Regions from separate parts of the Zea mays genome. Here region 1 is linked to region 2. The links are chromatin contacts, called in public Hi-C maps. All regions are on one chromosome and are shown on one strand. Each heading gives the region's core, a stretch centred on a gene start, on an enhancer-like site or on the middle of the called end of the contact. The rest is flanking DNA. Distances are from core to core; before and after follow the strand shown. Region 1 holds the start of LOC541882 (G2-like 1). Region 2 holds the start of LOC100280134 (nucleic acid binding protein).

The links. Hi-C and Micro-C count contacts between places; a contact is called where the count stands out from the background.
Region 1: a contact with region 2 is called in a Hi-C map of leaf, with 4 times the contacts expected there. The contact joins the promoter of LOC541882 here to the promoter of LOC100280134 in region 2. A contact is called at or near these places in 4 of 25 Hi-C or Micro-C datasets (bundle sheath, ear, leaf and 1 more).

The regions. Positions count from the first base shown.
Region 1 is chr9:4,109,837-4,112,536 of Zm-B73-REFERENCE-NAM-5.0, forward strand. LOC541882 (G2-like 1) reads right to left here and starts at 1,406. Exons shown (of 6, transcript NM_001111548.1): 1 at 660-1,406; 2 at 396-536; 3 at 1-307. The coding sequence starts at 1,244.
Region 2 is chr9:3,915,830-3,918,529 of Zm-B73-REFERENCE-NAM-5.0, forward strand. LOC100280134 (nucleic acid binding protein) reads right to left here and starts at 1,419. Exons shown (of 3, transcript NM_001153067.2): 1 at 1,037-1,419; 2 at 720-887. The coding sequence starts at 1,274.

The DNA of each region.
Region 1 (2,700 bases), core at 156-2,655, 190 kb after region 2:
GAGCCCACGGCGGCGGCGGCGGGGCGCGGGGGGCGAGATGCCGAGGCCACATTGGCACCCGGGGTGACTCCACCGCTGGCGTCGGACTCGGATGGCCCCAGACGTGCAGTGGCCTCCCGAAGTGCTGCACCGGACGAGGAGGGGTCCCCGCCGGCGGAGGGAAACCGATGGTCGGCACGGTCCACGCGTTAGAGTCGGGCCTCTTCACGGCGCCGCTGGGGGCAGCGTACATCGGCCGCCGGTGCGTCGTCCACGTCGCTGCCTCCACCTCCCTCGCAAGCATGTGCTTCCTGTGGGAACGGTACTTCTGCTCCAATTTAGATAGCCAAAATCGGTCGCGGGTTAGCACAAAGGAAACATTGGTAGTAGCTGCTGGAGTACGTCGCGGCACGGACCTGCAGATGGCTGGCTATGTTATGCCGCGTGAGGGAGTCGATCCCCATGATCTCGAGGATCCTGGACGGCACCGCCTTGTCGATGCCCAGCTCCTCCACCGCCTGAACGAATCTCCGGTGAAGCTCCGGCGTCCAATCCACCTGTGTTAAGTTAAGACATGTCAGCAGAGCACACATGCATGGTATCATCGCTTTGTTTTGCTATATATTTAGGGCTTTGCAATTATTGCTATACGCCTATACTGCATGCGTAGCCCTGCGTACCTTTGCTTTCTTCTTCCCTTGGGAGTGCTTCTTGGACACCTTGCGCCGGCTCTCAGCCTCCTGCGACGACGATGCCGTCGACGACGGTGATTTTTCGCCGGCAAAGGCTCCTCCACAGCCGGCCTCACCGGAGTCGCTATTATTATTACCGGCGGCTGCTACCTCGTCGGCATGGTCGCACTCCCCTTTCCCTTCTTCCACGTCTGCGCACGCTGCGTCGTTGTCCTCGCCAAGGACACCACAACACGGATCCACGGCGCCTATGTGCGCCGCGTCCGCAAAGGGCAGGACACTGGGCACCTCCTGGTCCGTGACGCCGCCATCGCCGCCGGCGGTGGCGATTGCCTCGAAGTCAGCGAAGACGATCTCGGCAGGGTCGACCTCGAGGCCCGGCAGCGCGTCATCCCCGTCGTCTAGCCTGAGGAAGAAGTCCCCGAAGTCTATGTCGTCGACCGTGAAGTCGAAATCCAGGTCCGAGTCGGACACAGGCCCGACGGCGGTCTCCTCCATTTCCTTGCTGGCGCCTCCTCCGCCGCACTCCTCCGCATCGGCACACCGCACCGGCGACGGCGACACTGCAAGCATATCTCGAGCACGCCACACGAAGCCTAGTGTCTATACTATAGATACACTTCTTGGAGCGAGCTCAGGCAGCCAGCTATAGCTCAGGATCGAATGAAGTGCAGTGGAAGGAATGGCCTGTTAGGGTAGGTTGTTGTAGCTTGTCTCTGCACTGTTTCGCTGTTTTGCTGTTGGTGCCATATGGCGAGCCAGTAAGTACTCGCTCTCCGGGGAGTATTTGTGGCGAACGGCGAAGGCATCTCGACCACAAGCCTCGCAAAGATCTCTCTGAATCCTTTAGATGGGTGGCCTTGTCCGCGAGCGCAAGTGCAGCTTGGTCGCTTCTGCGAATTATTGTGGCCTCGTAGCGAGCGTGTGCCTGTGTGTGGCCGAGTCTTTTTTGGAACCGCCGGTTTTTTTTCCTTTTTCTTTTCGTTGATGCAACTCTGGGCAGAGAGGTGGACTCGATCTCGTGAGACGGTGGCGAACAACAGGAAGAGAACAAGATATGACAGCGGCTCAGCTGCATGTATATCGGCTGGAGACTGTACTAGTACAGTGACGTTTTCTACTGGCGGTCCTATTAGGTCTTCCCCAACGGGACATCGTGGAGTGCTGCCCTGAACTTCACGTCTGCGTTGAGCTTGGAGGTCATGCATGGAGGCTGCTGGATTCGTGGATTCTCAGTGTCTCGCAGAAGCTCCGATGGCCTAGTTCGAGACGGAGCAGTATATATAGTTCACAATTCTGGCCCTTTGCCGAGCGTTAAATAATTTGCTTATTGTTTTTCTTTCCACAGTCAACAAAACAAAAAAAAAACTCTTTACTAATTGTCAAACAAAAAACGCTCGACTAAAAAACACTCAGCAAAGAAACATTTTGGCGAGTGTTTTTTAACACTCGGCAAACAGCTAGAGAAATCATTCGCTGAATGTTTTTTTTACACTATGCAAATCAAATTTTGAAGAAAAAATAATTGAGCTGTAAAAGTTTTCAACTATAAAGTTGTATAACTCATCGAGATGTATATTTTTGTTTTGGTTATTTCTTTATAGGAAAAATAAAAGTAAATTTATTTATAAAACTTATATGTCTCTCTTGTAGTTTATGAAACTACAAGAGTGATGTATAATGTTGGGACTTGCTCTCACTCGCAAGGGGGGCCAACAATGGTGAACAGTGACGTTAATAGGGTTACGCGCTAGATGGCAATAGCTCTGTTAATCTGGCCTCCCACGGTCACTGTGCGAGGGTATTTATAGGTACCTGAGCGCCCAGCGCCTTGTGCTAAGGACGCATGTGCCCTGAGCTACCTAGGTTATCCCCAGAATATTCCCATAAAGCAGGGTTACAGACTGTAATTACAGGGATGCCTTTACAAATTAGGCCCGTAACACGCGGCGGCCACGCAGGGCCCGTTACACTGGGCCGGATCACACGTGGGCCTCTGAGCTGGACGAGGCCGCACTGTGGGATGACG
Region 2 (2,700 bases), core at 169-2,668:
CATAAAGATTAAACTCTATATATAACATTTCAATCTAACAGACTCTCCAACATACAAGTTAGCTTGGCTAGCGAGATTTGCTAGCCAAATTTGGCTATCGAGGGAGTCAATTTAGAGAGCTGGATAGCTTGGCAAGTTAAATGGCTAGTCTGTTGAATAGCTATTTTGCTATTAAGTAGCTAAAATTTAGCTTGACAAGCTATTTAGCTAGTCTCTTGAAGATGCCCTAACAACTACAACTGGTACATCATTTATTCATTGGTAAGGAATGCATGATGAGAGAGATAGTAGGATGGGCAACATGAGACAGAGCAAACTGTAGATCAAGTTAGTCCACTGAACATGGTAAGGCTTGCTACATTACTATCCTTCACAATGGTTGTTAATGATGAATCCTGCAGCTGACCCAAATCATAAGCATCAACAAGAAGCAAAAGGTGATCCGCCCACGATTCATAAATCATGAGAGATGTCACATTGGCACAGCATCCTACGGACATGTAACTCAAGAGCTGAAATATCCTCCAAGATGGTGTCATGAAACTAAAGTAAAACAGAAGAATGGTAATCCAAATAGCTCATAGTTGCTAACTAGCTGCTGTTAGCATTCTTACTACTAGCATGCATTGCACACCACCCCAGCATCACAACGTTTAGTCTGTTCATAGCACACAAGTGACCGATAACTTCTTGATCCGATCAGGAGTGTAGTAACTAACCCGTAGAGCCCTCGTAATAGGCCTCGGGGCCCTCGACAAAGAGGACACGCCGCAGCACATCCTCCCTGTCCATGCCCACCAGCCTCAGGTATGGCTCGGCGGCCTTGGACTGCACGCAGCAGAACTTGATCTTGGCGTGCTTATCCGTCCTAATCACCCACTTCACCCCTGCATTGCAAAGGCGAGAACAATTTCTCGGTCACGAGAGCATCACGGATCCAACAATCGGAGTGCACATCAATCGTTCGCCCAATTGTGAAGACAACGAAATGATCCCTTGAGAAAACCCCAGAGCAGGGTGTCGCTGTTCCACTCACCGCGGTGGCAGAGGTGACAGACGCCGTCGTAGATGAGCACCCGCGGCTGCAGGAGGGTCGGCACGGTGGCCGCCACGGTGGTGGCGGCAACGGACGTCGAGGCGGCGCGCGGCGGGTCCTCGTCGATGACAAGGTCGTCGGCGGAGGAGGCGGGGGACGCGTAGCCGCGGCAGAGAAGGCTCGCGAGGGACGGCGCGAGGCGGGTTCGGACGGCGCCTCCGATGGTTCTGGCGAGCATCTTTTTCCCCCCTCTTCCCTTCTCTCGAACGGCGAGGCGGCGGTTCTTGGTTTTACTTTTTTTCTTTGCTTCTGCTTCGTGTCCTCTTCCGTTTCTCAGCGCTGCCCGCCTATCATCACAATTCAGAAAAAAAAAACCAGTCGATGTTTTTTCTTAATGTATAGTCTGAGAAAGATAAAGCATGGGAACTAATAATGATTTCAAATTATCAATGATTCTTTTCATAACAAAAAAGAGCGATAACATTTCCTTACGCAAAACAAACCACGGTCTTAAATGGAAACTTTTGATCACAAAATGAGAAAAGTGGTGCAAATTCCCCAAAAAAAATCTCAAAAAAATTGTGCATCATATATATTTAAAAAAATAAAACAAGGTCTAAAATAGACCCAAAAATCTACAAAGACTATCACGGAAATCAAGAACGCACATACATAAAGTAGATAAGTATCCCCTTCTAGTTTTTATTTAACGTTTTTTATATACATTTAAACTATCGAGGTCCAGTAAAAAAATAGAGGTAGTATTACTCACGTAGAGTTAGTTTGAAGTGTCCATAAAAAAGGAATTATAAGGCTGGTTTTATCTTTTCAGGCTATATCTACCATCACATTGTTATTCATCAGACTTTATCTGCTAGCATTAGCTCTTATCTATTGCAACACTTCAATAACAACATTTATCTTCAATCTATAGTCACTTCAGTGCCACATCAGTTTTTGTTAAAAAAATTTGTTTCTCGAAAAATACAGAAAAAACACATGTTTTTATATATTAAGAAAAAAATGTAACAAGGCCTTAGAGAAGACCGAAAAAATACAAGGTACTCTTTATGAAGACCAGAAACATGCATACAAAAAGGATCCATAAAAAATAGAAACCATCACTACAAACTCCATAGACAGCAACCCTCAAGATTCGGGCAAAAGAGCTGCTAGATAGGATAGCCCATTGGCCCCTACAATTTCTCACATTTTTCTCTCTTCATCAGCGAGCTGGATGTCTAGGTTTTTTTTTGCAAATTGTAGCACCACAAAAACCATCAACTAAAAATAATAAATTTAGTAAATACGGTAATAATTTTTAAGTGATTAATTATTTATTTGCATTTTCATCGTTTTCTTTGCATGCGCTTGATTGATTATCGGATGTTTATTATCAATTCCTTTTTAAAGAAAAACCTAGTAAATAATATAATAATTAAATAATATAACAATTATTAGTCTAAAAATAAATATGTTATTTATAAATAGTTTTGGTGCATTTTTTATGAATTTTTGAGCTATATAAAAAGGTATTTCGCAATTAAAAAGAAGAAGAAAAAAAACAAACTTCACCAGCCAGCCCACTAGGGGCCCATCCCCAAACCTTAGCCTCTAACGCGCACGCCTGCTCACCAGCCAAGCCGCCGCCACCAGCCTCTACT